Linked DNA regions of Hordeum vulgare: region 1 is linked to region 2. The links are chromatin contacts, called in public Hi-C maps. All regions are on one chromosome and are shown on one strand. The core of a region is the stretch at or near the end of the contact, and the rest is flanking DNA. Distances in the headings are between cores, read along the strand shown. Region 1 holds the start of LOC123428077 (plasma membrane ATPase). Region 2 overlaps LOC123430987 (squamosa promoter-binding-like protein 8).

Region 1 (6,749 bases), core at 1,576-4,075, 290 kb before region 2:
TTCCCCCTATCTTAGTGGAGAATCCAACATTCATACATTAGTAGATTATGACTTACAATTTTGTAGATGGGTGGATGGAACTCTTGATTTTTGTTCTTATGTGTAGTATATTGTGTGATGTATGTTAGCAAGTATATGTATAGGTTTAAATGTTTAATTGATAATTTTAAAATTTGAGATTTTATATATTTGGATACATAACGATTATCAATTTTACCTCTTGTTTATTTTTTATATGACTACAATATAATATTTTGGTATATTACATAGCTAGGTGCGTGGAATTATGGTATAATACATAAAAAATCTAGATATAAGTTGGCAAGTTTTTATTTAATCTACCGATCAATAGTCGACCGGTTAATCCAGTTAATAGGTCGATTCACCGATTAATCGCTATTCCCAAGCCGGCCGAGCAGCTACCGGTTACCGATTTCTTAATCATTGATCTCACCTACGAGGGGTGAACTTAAGTCTCTCATTGATATCTTTGCTAATGATGTAAGTGACCTCCGCGGTCTCTTCATATAAGACACACTTCGTTCAACAATGCTTGTTATCATCCTCTGCAATTGTTGGAAAAGATGTATTTTAGGATGATGTTGAACTATGGCAAGAAGGCTTTCCTCGTGGACGAGAGTCCTATGTTTGTTTCATCTTATTCTTATAACAGAGATTAAACATTTCATTTCCTTTGTTTTTCCTTCTCTCTATCCCTACAACTCATTCGTATAATTGGTCTTATTTAGTTCAAGCCGCCCTAAAACCCATTGTGACATGTCAAAAGAAACCCTATGTCTAGACATAATCCTCATGCTACGCACAGAACGATCACCCAAACATACGATGGATCTGATTCAAAAACATAATTTTGGAGCTTTTGTGAGAAAATTTAATAGAGGAAGACACAAATGGGGATTAAGGGAGGGAATGCAAAATGATGTTGATGGAAACGTAAAAGTAGATGTGATACTGTGAAGGAAGCTAGTAGAACAAAGCTAAAATCATGTGAAGGCAATGGCAAAGATCTTGAGGATGTTGTATATAGCCCATCACCGTTGCTATGAAGATCTTGATTGTATGAAGCGAAGGGGGATGAAATCAAGTGGCCTAAATATGTTTTTAAAGGTAACAATTTCTTGTTGTTTTCACGTGTAGGAGACGGAAAAAATGTCATCTTCTCCTTATGAAGGGATGATTTGTCGCATGAAAGAGGTCGTTACTTTCTCCACATGTATATGACCAGTAGTAAGTGAAGCGGGATGAAAGGAGGAGTGTAAATCTGTTCTTCGTGGTGACAGTTTGTTTTTGTTTTCACTTGGAGGTAACGGGAATACATGTTATATCCTCTTCGTAAAGGGATGATTAGTCACAGGAAAGAGATCGTTCTTTTCCCCCATCGTATACTTTTTTTAATGGTCATTGGAGGGGAAAGGGTCCTCGCCTGAATATATTTCAAAAATGAGAATTCTTACAAGGATCATGATTATCGTGAGGAGAGGAAGTCACGCCACAGCCCGACATGTTCCTTTAGCATGGCCGTCTTGAGACGGTGAGACTGGATTTTTTTCTTTCTAGAATAGCTTTTACAAAACATCCAGCGTCAATATCCATATTCTGGAAACCATTTTTTTCTGAGTGTCCCAGATTTTACAGAGTATGAGGAGGAGCATAAAAGATTATTGTTTTATTAGATTATGAACAATTGATTTTTTGATCACATGCAATTGGTCAGTACACTTTTCCCACCTTAATACGTGCATTAATACCATGAATCACGTCAAAAGATGCCGAGTGAACGATAAATTCTGTTTTCTTCTCTAGAGATATGGTACACAAGAGAGGACGAAATACGATGAGATCTTGCAACAAAGGATACAAATGCGAGCAATAATAGTACTACCACTATCACTCCGAAATGCATGACATAGTCGCCCCCTAGTAGAATCGGAATCGCCCTCTGTTTTTATAACCGAACAGAAATGTTCAAGCAGCCAAACCAGCAAAGAACAAGATAAGCAAGATATTAAAAACCCGTTTGAACCGGCAATTACGGCCGTCCCATTGGCCGGCCCCTTGTGACCCGAATGGCACCAACGAACCAGCGTTGCCAAAAACATGCCAGGTTTACAGCGCCAGGCAACAAAATCTCCCCACCCCGCAATGCCTCCTCCTACAGTACAGTAGTAGTTTATCTCCCCATCCCCACACTTTTGCTCCGCGCCGCTACCGTCCGCACCGTACGTACGGCCCCCATCCATCCAATCCATCCGCCCGCCCGCCCGCCCCGCAGAAACGGTGTGGAACGGAATGGAATCTGGCCCCCCACGCCGTGACCCGAACCCGAACCCAAGCCCAACACGGGCACGGGCGCGCGCGCGGCCCGCAGTTAAAAAAGGAACGGAACGCGCCGACCCTTTGACGCCGCGCCCGTTATCCCGTGATGCGGCGCGGCCCACCCACAAGTGGCTGGCGTCCCACGGCGCGGGCCCCACGCCAGCCCGCCCTCCCCCGGGGTCAAATCTTGGGGATATTTCCGCCACCGCCACCGACGCGCGGGCCCCGCGCGGCACGTGCCCGTGCCCGCGCTCGCGCTATCTCTCCGCGAGGCGGCATCCAGGTGCGGCGGGACGGGAGGGACGGCCTAACTCGCCGCGGCACGCGAACAGAGAGGGGAGGGGGGGCTGGGTTAGGTGGGGGCCCACCTGGCGGCTCGGCGGGGCCCGCGGGCCCGGTTCGGGTCGCCTAGGGCTGCACGGCGTGGCCCGGCGCGGGGGTGGGTGGGTATAAAGGGGGGGAGGCGCTGCACGGAGAGCTCCCCCATCGCCTCCGGTTTCTCTCCTCTCCTCCGCCCCCCCACCCACCCACCACCACTCCCCTTCTCCGGAGCGGAGGAGAGAGCGGCAGCAGCGCGGCCTCCCCGCGTTGTTGCGTGGCAGCGCTGGGCCTCCGGGTTCGCCTGTAGACTCCGCCCGCTCCCCTCCCGTGCTGGTTCCGCGCCCGACCGCCCCCCGCCGTCAGCCATGGGCGGCCTCGAGGAGATCAGGAACGAGGCCGTCGATCTGGTGAGAACCGCCCCCGCTTCCCCCACCCCTCTCTCTTCCGACGCCCTGTTTCTCGCGGTGATGCTTGGTTCTCGCTCTACGCCATGCTCGTCTCGTACTGCTGTCCCCCGCTGCTTCGATCTCTGGGTAGATAGATGGGGTTGAGACTCGCACGAACTGCGACAGATTAATCTGCTGGCCGTTTTACCTGCTGTTCTTCTTCTCTGTCGGGGAATCTCTGGCAGGGACGAAAGCTTCCGCACGAATTCGTGTAGCTTTAAATTTTTTCTCTCTCAAAAAGTTTAACTGGTTACTTTTTTGGTGAAATGAAAAGGAATTAAAGGATTTCCTTGAAAGCAAACTTTCCATGTGCGGCTGTATCTTCGCCATGTGAGTGCTCAGCGGCTCTTCAATGATGGAGAGGACCAGCTGTCCATGGCCGGCATGTAGCACAGGAACAGCACAGACACCCCATGTTTCTACCTCTGCTTTGCTTCCGCTATGCTGCGGCAGCGTGCATCCCCGAAACGCACAGCGTTCGGCGGAGGAATTTTTGGATCCTTCCCAGCTGTTTCACTCTGCCGTATTTAATACGTAAATCTCCTCCTCCGTGGAACGGGATACGAGCACCGAATCTTAGATCTGCGCGTAATTTCTTCCTTCCAGTTTTTATTTCGTCCACAAATAAATGATTACCAAAAATGAAAAATAAATGGAGATTTTCGAATAGTGGTAGTGGTAGTAGTAGAATTAGTGGGACGGGAGTACGGATTCGGGCTTAAAGTCAAAAGATGGTTAAGCACGGGCCGGACTCCCTGATCATGCGGCGCCGGATTAGTGGCCAACCACCACAAAGCACGGAGAAATCCGTGCCTTCGAGCCGTTGCCTTTTCGTTTTTCTATCTTTGTTGACCGAAGCGCGCACCCCAATCCAGAAGCGGAGCCGTCGCTCGCTCTCGCTTATCCTATTGTTTTTTTCGCCTTCACATGCGCCACGGGTTCTGCATCTTGGCCGCACGCATCTCGAGGCGGCCTTCTGGGAGATGAAAACGTACGCACCCCGGCACGTGGGGCTGTGGGGGAAGTACGCACCCAGCCAGGCACGTACGGCCCAGGACACCCTGTCCTTGGCCGGCTTGAGCCGTCTGATGGAGATCAGACGGCCGTACGGGTCCCAATCATTGGACCCACCCCACCTTCGATGATAGATGCCCGCTTGGACTCTCCCATGTTCGATGTGCCGGCCCCGGATTTGTCTGGTAGAGGCTGACCGATGGGTCCCATGCCATGGAAACTACTGTTCTGTACAACGAGCTGTTTGAATTGTCTGTTCTAGCTGTCGCTGACTGAGTGGGGTCGCACTTCATATCATCGATAGATCTTTTCTCATCAATGGTTTGTTTCCCTTGTGTTTGTGTTTGCAGGAGAACATCCCCATCGAGGAGGTGTTCGAGCAGCTGAAGTGCACGCGCCAGGGGCTCACCTCCGATGAGGGGGCACAGCGTGTTGAAATCTTCGGCCTCAACAAGCTCGAAGAGAAGAAGGTGAGCATCGTTACTTTTGGTTTCTGATGCAAGTTTGGTTCGTGTGTTCTTGCATCGTATTGATTGCTTCCTTGTGGGTCTCGTTTTGCAGGAGAGCAAAGTCCTCAAGTTCCTGGGATTCATGTGGAACCCGCTGTCCTGGGTCATGGAGATGGCCGCCATCATGGCCATTGCACTGGCCAACGGTGGTGGGAAGCCTCCGGATTGGCAGGATTTTGTTGGTATCATCGTTCTTCTGGTCATCAACTCCACCATCTCCTTCATCGAAGAGAACAATGCCGGCAACGCCGCTGCTGCTCTCATGGCCAACCTTGCACCCAAGACAAAGGTGAGCTCGGCACAGAATGCTGCACTGTTAGGTTGATTTTGTTTCTATAGTACTGTGGCCATACTATTTTGGAATCATTTCTTGTGCTTGCTTTTAACTGTGTGCATGTATGCCAGCATCACGTAAAATTTATTAAAATTGTTTGTTGAGCCTGGCTTAGCAATTGCAATTTAGTTGGACATAATTATTATAACTGTATAATACTTTTGTTCTGGAACCAAAAGTCATACTCCAGTTTTTTCCTTAAGCTAGGTACCTCTCAGCCATGTATAACATTTGGCAGTTGGAAACTGCTGCATTTATTTTAATGCAGTTGTGTTTGTTGGTTTGCCTTTTGTAACATGTAATACTGTTTCTTATTCCAGGTCCTCAGGGATGGTCGATGGGGCGAGCAGGAGGCATCAATCCTGGTTCCTGGTGACATTGTCAGCATCAAGCTTGGTGACATCGTCCCTGCTGATGCTCGTCTCCTTGAGGGTGATCCTTTGAAGATTGATCAGTCTGGGCTTACCGGAGAGTCTCTCCCAGTGACCAAGAACCCTGGGGATGAGGTCTTTTCTGGATCAACCTGCAAGCAGGGTGAGATTGAGGCTGTGGTCATTGCCACAGGAGTACACACTTTCTTTGGCAAGGCTGCTCATCTCGTTGACAGCACCAACCAAGTCGGGCACTTCCAGCAGGTCCTCACTGCAATTGGAAACTTCTGTATCATCTCGATCGCGGTGGGAATTGTCATTGAGATCATCGTCATGTTCCCGATCCAGCGCCGCAAGTACCGTGCCGGTATTGAGAACCTGTTGGTCCTCTTGATCGGTGGTATCCCGATTGCCATGCCTACAGTTTTGTCGGTCACCATGGCCATTGGTTCTCACAAGTTGTCCCAGCAGGGTGCTATCACCAAGAGGATGACTGCCATTGAAGAGTTGGCTGGCATGGATGTGCTTTGCAGTGATAAGACTGGCACACTCACCCTTAACAAGCTCAGTGTTGACAAGAACCTGGTTGAGGTGTTTGCGAAGGGTGTCGACAAAGAACATGTGTTGTTGTTGGCTGCAAGGGCATCGAGGGTTGAAAACCAGGATGCCATTGATGCTTGCATGGTTGGTATGCTTGCTGATCCGAAGGAGGCAAGAGCTGGCATCAGGGAAGTGCACTTCTTGCCCTTCAACCCTACTGACAAGAGGACTGCTCTGACTTACATTGATGCTGAGGGTAACTGGCACCGTGCCAGCAAGGGTGCTCCTGAGCAGGTTGGTAAAACTATAGAAGTGCAGTGATGTTTCATTACATGTTTGACATTGTAGTTAATTACATCGTTCTTTAACGTGACTAATGAAGGCTTGTTATGAAACTTGAACAGATCATTACCCTGTGCAACTGCAAGGAGGATGTGAAGAGGAAGGTGCACTCTGTGATTGAGAAGTACGCTGAGCGTGGGCTTCGTTCGCTTGCTGTTGCAAGACAGGTACCTTAACTTCTGTATTTCAAATGCTATCTTGGTTATAGCGGCTGGAGGGTCAATTTCTAATGCCAAGTGACGCTATCACAGGAAGTACCTGAGAAATCCAAGGATTCTGCTGGTGGACCATGGCAATTCATTGGTCTGTTGCCCCTGTTTGATCCCCCAAGGCATGACAGTGCCGAGACCATCCGCAAGGCACTTGTTCTTGGTGTCAACGTTAAGATGATCACAGGTACATACACTTTCATACCAATTTTTAACTTCTAAGTTTGCATGTTTAGTGTAAATGTAGCTAAAGAGAGTTATGTGATTTACTATAGGTGACCAACTTGCTATTGGAAAGGAGACGGGTAGGAGACTTGGGATGGGCA
Region 2 (7,069 bases), core at 4,391-6,890:
TAATATGATATAATAATGGTAGTTTGTCCAGTGGCGATTTCCATATATATTTGGTTAGAGGTGCTTCAATGCCCTCCCAAAAGGTGGTACTGGTACAATTCATACATTTAGTACCTTTAATTTGCCTCATGTACTTGACAGTAGTTATGCTCTTTGTACGTCACTGGCTCACAGTCACAGCTGATTAATGAGTTGGGGCATCAAAACGTTCACAGTTTCATATATATGAGAGAACATGTTTATTTTTTGGAAACATGTATGCTTTTTATGGACTATATAGCACTCAAATCCAAAGAAAAAGCATGTTGAGCAGATATTAAGATAGTCGAAAGTAAATCGAATGTAATCAGGCAAAAGTTCCTTGAACCGGGAATAGCAGCTAATGTATAACTTATCTGATATAGACCACTGATATCGATAAATATATTCTAAATATTACTGGATAAAACGGGTTGGGCGCCCTATTTTTGAATGGCGAATGGAGGGGCAAAAGAGAAGATGTTCTTGTGAGTCCTGTGTTGCTATGATTTATTCTTGTGGTGCGACCAAAAGACATTTGATGATAGAACCTGTGTTATCAAATCAAACATAATTGCAGATAGTACACGTTCATCGTCATGCATTTCATAGTTCTGATTTTATTTCCCCAAATCGCGCAAATCAAACAGGCCCTTTTGAACTGGAATTTTTATGAGGCACCGCAAAAAACTTGGATTCGTTTTCTTTGTTTCACACATTATGTTCTGTCCAGAACTACCATTTTTTTAGTTAAAGTTGGTTGGGTGCAATATAGCATCATTGCTCCACACACGCAGACACACACGCACTTGATTTTGTAAAGCAAGAGAAATTTTAGTGCATGCCGACTTAACATCAATGTTGATACAAAATTCCACGGTTGATCATGATTTCTTGATTGTAACCATCCCATTAATTAACCTCAGATTTAAGGACCATTTTCGATGGAGATTGGTCACCGGGTATATTCATATACTATTCATGCAAGCGATGATCTTACAAGCACATCTTAGCTACTTTTATGATGAAAGATCCTTGTAAACTAACAATTTATCTGTGTAAGATTTCTTGATATATTTTTCCATTAAAATGCATGCTTAAATTATGGCCAATACATTCGCTTAATTTGGGGTTCATACGAAACAAGTTAAATAAATTCTAATTTTGATGAAAGTGGTACTGGTGCTTTTGTAGCCACAGAGTATAACATAGAAGTATACACTCTCAGCCCGCCACCTGGGCACACTCAAATAGCATCTGCTGAATACTGGAGCTTAGGAGCTTCAAGATTGATAAAAATCAGCACATGCGCCCCTTTATCAATGGACGCCCCCTTATGCCAAAAGAATAATACGCCTTAAATAGACACAGGAGGCGTCAAACGCTTGTAGACAGGAAATACATCCACCCCCACCAGCCATCCATCGCATCTAATGTTTTTGTTTGTTTGTTAATTAGTGGTTTTTGTCAACAAAAATACCATGAATTTCTGTTTCATAGTTTGTCCAATCATAACTTAGAGAAAACACGAGCCAAAATATGTCTTAATCAAATTAATAATCTACAGAAAACGACGCCGTCCTTGTTGAACGAACGGATCCGGCCAGTATGAGGGACTATTATAGATCGAGAGGTGCTAGCCCTTTGGTGATGTTTTCCTAAAGACAAATATTTATTTTTGGCTTATGTATATGCATGAAGTGCATCAACCTAATCGATCATGGAATTATATTGGATCGATGGAGCTAATGACGTTACGGCACCGGTTGTTAAGAGGATTTGACTTATGCACACGTCGTAACTAACCCCGATCATATCGATCGATGGATCTAGCGACTTGATGACGATCGATCCATGTCGGTCGCCTAGCTAGCTAATTGAACCAGCCGATCGGTCATATCAATCGGCCTTGCAACCAATTAAGGGATGGATCAATGCGTTGCCAGGCAGCAATACTCCTACTCTCTCCGTTGTGTACCATATATTCTGGTGGCCTTACGGCCATTAATAGGCTGTAACGTAACGTACGTACTACTACGTGCGTACGTGCATGCATGCATGGAGTAGTAATTGCCTGCATACGTACTTGTATTACGTAAGGTGTACGTGTTGGCGAGCGAAGATGCGCTGTGGTGGCGGCCGGTGGTCGATCCATGTACGTACGGTCGGGACATCATGTCCTAAATGCCAATCCCATTTGTGTTTACCCAGTAGTTACTCTGCCGCGTGTTGTTGCCTGCCGTACGTATGGTACGTACGTAGCCAACTCCCGGGCTTTTACATTAGCTGGTAGTATAAGGGTTAATGAAGCAGTTTTACAGCATGGTTAATTACCCGGCCGGCAACGGAGGCTGAGAGTAGCTGGCCTGCCAGATGGAGATAGGATAGCTGCTGGATGAGAGGAATGACCGAACGAAGGCTGTAAGCTATGCATGTGGGAGCGGGATCGATCGACGAGCCATGCATGCATGCACGTTGTACGTACCCCAGCCGGCCGTATGATTCCCAGTGGGGATTACGTACAGTGAGTACTACGTGGACACAGCGATGCACGGGCCGGGCGAGCTAGCAGCAGTGATTGATTGGTAACCTGTCAAATTAGCCATTTATCACTCATTTGGCCGACCGATCTCTCCTTTCACGCAGCGCAGGTTGGCTAGGGCTAGCTCGGACACTTTTTCCTTGGTGCCGTCCGTGCTACTATCAGTTTTTTTTTTCTATATTCGCAAGAGAAATATATATAGCCCTGATTTATTCGCAAGACAGATATCTATTGTTCGACTGGAAACTGGGAGAAGCTGTCGAGTCCACAAAGATAGAGAGTATATCACGTGTAAACCAGGTTTCAATGAAACCGTCGTGGAAACCACATCTGAAAGTTCTAAAATATTCTTGAAAAATACAGTATACTAAGAGGGCCATGTTATATTGCCATGTGAAATTCCAAGTTTAAATACAAAACCATTTAATTTGCAGGCTATAAAAATTATAAGAAATGAATCAATGAAAAAAATAGCGCGCTATATAAAATAGTGCCCCCCCTGAAAATATGTTATTAACGTGCTATATCACGCTATAGCGTGCTATTAGCGAGACATTGTATACAGATGAATTTACCCAGCCAATTCTGTATACGGTATAGCGTGCTATTAGCGGCGGTATAGCGCGTTATTTTTTTTTCATTCATAGTAATGCTTCATGTTCGGCATTATTTAATGCTGATTTTGTTTTCTGTATCACGTAAACGAATTTGCGTTTAAACTTGGACTTTCACATGCTAACAGAACACCACACTCTTGACACATTGTACTGTTCTTATATATTTTTTGAAACTTCAAAATGAAGTTTTTTCACGTGGTTTCCACCAAAACTTGGTTTCCACGTGATATTTTATCTATGACGTGTGGAGGTGGAGATATATCAATCTACTGTGATCTAGCATTTTCTTTAGGGAAAACGTTCTCACTTTTTTTTTCGGGATTTGAGAAAGCGTTCACTCTAATGACACACACTGTGCAGACCCGTAAAGAGATGTAGCTGTGGTTCACATTTGGTGCAAGGCTAGTGGGAAGGCCCAGTACTATAGCAGACTCTCTGAGTTCTTTATTCTATGTCTTTTTATTTTTTTTGGTTTTCACTGTTTGCATCGGTTTCTTTTGTTTGTTTCTTTTTGTTGGGGTTTCTTTGGTTCCATTTGTTTTTTTCTTCCTTTCTAATTTTTATTTATGTTTTCACCACATCTCTACACTTATTCAGAAACATTGACCATTTGCCATATGCATCGGGAACAAATTCTATACGTTATTAGCATATTTTAAAATACATGTTTTTAATATATGTTTAAATGTCTACTTTTTCATATGCATTTCATCTTTTTGGTATACATCAAAGATATTTTACTACACTTTTGACATTTTTGAAATACACTATCAATATTTTGTAAAGACATAACTTTGAACATTTTCCGAATACATGTTGAAGATCCATTCGTGCTCTCGAAACTTGGATTATTTCTTAGCATGGTTTGGCGAAATCAGGAAACTTTTCTATCTTCTTAAGTAATAAAAAAACCACCTGGCTTGGTGGCAACGGCGAAAGGAAATACCTGATCGTATGGAAATCAATACAGCATCACATCAGTCGTCGGTGGTCGATTCCAGGCCCGCCACTACCGCATCTTAATCAAGCTTGAATGTTGTATGTCCAAAATCCACCACCATGGAGAATTGACTCATGTCTTCCATGGGATTAACCATCAACAGGCAGGAATGCCGCACCTCCTATGTGAAACGCCATACCTAGAGTTAGGTCGAGATCCATATGAATGGATGCATTGACCGCCATGTCAAGACTACGATGATGTAGCATTGACGACATCCAAGAGGATGATAGGGGGAAGGGGAAAACCTAGGCTAGGATGTGGGGATGTGGTGAGATGGGCTAGGGTTTGGGTGGAGGAGAGGTGGGCGGTGGGGATGCCTTGCTGAATTAGGTGTGGCATGAAGTTGTCATCCTCAAAATAATATGATTCATGATAGATTTTTATTGATAGATTTTTATTTTGTAAAACTATGTGAACATTATATTAAATTGTATAATCGTTTTTATAAAAGTCACAAACCTGTTTTGATATCCGTGAACATTTTAAAAATGTAATGTACATATTTTCAGTGACATGCAACTTTTCTCGAATTACGCTTACATATTTTACATCGTATACCATTTAAAAAAAATACTTACATTTTTTGAAATGTGTGAACATTTTCTTAAGATATAAAAAATTATATTAAATATGTTTCATAGATTTGCAATACACGGTGAATAGTTTTAAAGATAGATATCTAAAATATATGTTTAGAGTATATGTGTTGATAAAATTTCCGAAAATATTTATAAAAAATAAGTAAAAACTGATGTATGTATAAAGTATTTTAGCTAACTTAATATTTTCATGAGAAATAAAATGGACTACTCAGAGTTGGAGATTTTTATTATTTCAAGAGAAAGTGTTGCTATTTTTTTCCTCCATCCGTTTCTTATGACACTGTAGGGCACAAGGAAAAAAATAGTTTTCCTCGCTATTTTAGTAGGTTACGGTATATTTTTTTACTTAAGTGAACTTTTTAAAATTCATCGATATTGTAGTAATTTATAATGTAAAGATGATATCCAATTTATTGGCTTGTTTGAATATTTATGTAGAATTCATAAAATTATATTATTGAATTCCAAATTTTTTGTCCAAACTAGATTATTGTTTTTGAATTCCGGATACACCATTGCTTCATCTGGTACATACATGATTATGGACTGGCCCATTTAAGGACTGCGATGAGGCGCGCGGGGGGGGGGGGGGGGGGGGGGCGCTCTTTCTCGCTGTAAGGTAGACAAAGCAGCACCCATATGAAGCGAGCATAGTTGCTGCTTCATTTTGCTAGTTTCTGATGGGATAGGTTTGAGTAGGGAAGCAACCTACAATTCTAGCATTATAGTGGACACCAACTTTGCAGGCTAGTAAAGAAAATAATGGTCCCAGTGACGGGCTATGTATAGCGGGCCCGGCCCTACAAAACAGCAAAGCCTAGAGACCTCCTCTACAATGCCTTAAGCACGCCTTAAGTCCCAGGGAGCCAACTGACTCTCCTGTGTGGTTACATGGGTCGCGGCCCAGTCGCAACCGAACGACTCGGTCGCATCATACTCCCTCCGTCCCAAAATAACTGTCTTGACTTTGTACTAGCTCTAATACAAAGTTGTACTAAGTTTAAGACAGTTATTTTGGGACGGAGGGAGTATGTTGGCTTCTTTGTCTAAAAAAACTGTGGGGTACTCGCAGTTTTTCAATTTACTTGTTGATTGCTTGCTGTAAAAAAAATACTCCCTCCGATTCATATTACTTGCCGCTCGAACAGATTTATCTAGAGGTATTTCAATGCTAGATGCATTAATTTGAGCGACAAATAATATGGTTTGAAGGGAGTAGTTGCTGGATCTGCAAGGGCAAGAGGAAAAGACACCCGGTTTTCTGCAGGAAAAAACCATGGATTTAAAAAAGTCATGAACATACACCCCGTTTTTTGAAAAAAAACAGATATTTAAAAAATGTTCACTGAATTTGAAAATGGTCCAGTAATTTTAGGAAGTTTATGAATAGGCAAACAAACTTGAATTTGAAAAGGTTTTAAATTTGGAAAAAGATCGTGAACTTGAAAAAGATAGAGTCAAAAAGCTTATTACTTTGGGAAAAAATTCACGAATTTAATGAAAATAAAGAATTTTAAAAAACTCTTCTATAGTATGGAAAAATTTTAAAAAGCTAGAAAAGGCTTACAAATTTGAGAAAATTTAACAGTTTTTTTAAATGTTTGAATTGCAGAAAAAGTTCTCAAACTTGATACTAGAAAAAGTTACAAATTTGAGAAATATTTGTTAAATTTGAAGAAGTTTGTGTAGTAATAAAACTCTCACGAATTTAAGAAAAGTTTGTGATGAAAACTTACAAATTTCAAAAAATATCCACAAATTTATAAAAAGTCTACAAACCTAGGTAAAAATCATGGATTGGTGAAAAGTTCGTGAATTTGATAAAACAAATATTAAAGAAAAAATGGGGAAAAGGAATTAGAAAACAAAATGAGGAAAATAACTGAACAAAACCTGTGTTGAAAAAACCCAGAGAAAAAACCAACCTAAAAAACTGGGGGATGGCCAAAACTGGTTGGGGAATACAAAATGGCGGGACTGCTTAAGAGAAGTGCACGAGTGAGGGGTGTACTCCCGTACCATTTATACTCTATTTGGCACTATAAGCACCAAATAGGATATGGCCGAAGCCAGTGCTTCGTTTGACCCGTTTTTGGTGGGATGCTTCGTTTAACTAAGCAGCCAGATTTCTCTCTTCAAATTCAAAAAGGGGCTACCAACCGGCAAACCCAATTTCATGCTCCACTCGAATGCATTGTAATCTTGAGCCGGCCCATTACCTGTTTTATATCTTATTCTACGTTTTGCTTTTCATATTCTCCCTTTCTTCTTTCATGTTACTTCCAAT

Evidence for each region. Hi-C and Micro-C count contacts between places; a contact is called where the count stands out from the background.
Region 1: a contact with region 2 is called in a Hi-C map of leaf, with 2.6 times the contacts expected there. The contact joins the promoter of LOC123428077 here to the enhancer-like site in region 2. A contact is called at or near these places in 2 of 6 Hi-C or Micro-C datasets (leaf and seedling).

The regions. Positions count from the first base shown.
Region 1 is chr2H:630,030,569-630,037,317 of MorexV3_pseudomolecules_assembly, reverse strand. LOC123428077 (plasma membrane ATPase) reads left to right here and starts at 2,825. Exons shown (of 15, transcript XM_045112242.1): 1 at 2,825-3,065; 2 at 4,469-4,588; 3 at 4,680-4,916; 4 at 5,282-6,166; 5 at 6,277-6,381; 6 at 6,466-6,610; 7 at 6,699-6,749. The coding sequence starts at 3,024.
Region 2 is chr2H:629,747,777-629,754,845 of MorexV3_pseudomolecules_assembly, reverse strand. LOC123430987 (squamosa promoter-binding-like protein 8) reads left to right here. Exons shown (of 3, transcript XM_045114811.1): 3 at 1-30. Among protein-coding and RNA genes, the nearest start is that of LOC123430987, 7.7 kb to the left of the region's middle. Within about 2 kb of position 5,640, at least 3 of the 3 cell types and tissues checked have open chromatin away from gene starts, as enhancers often do. A contact at or near this core is called in leaf and seedling, where this site is marked.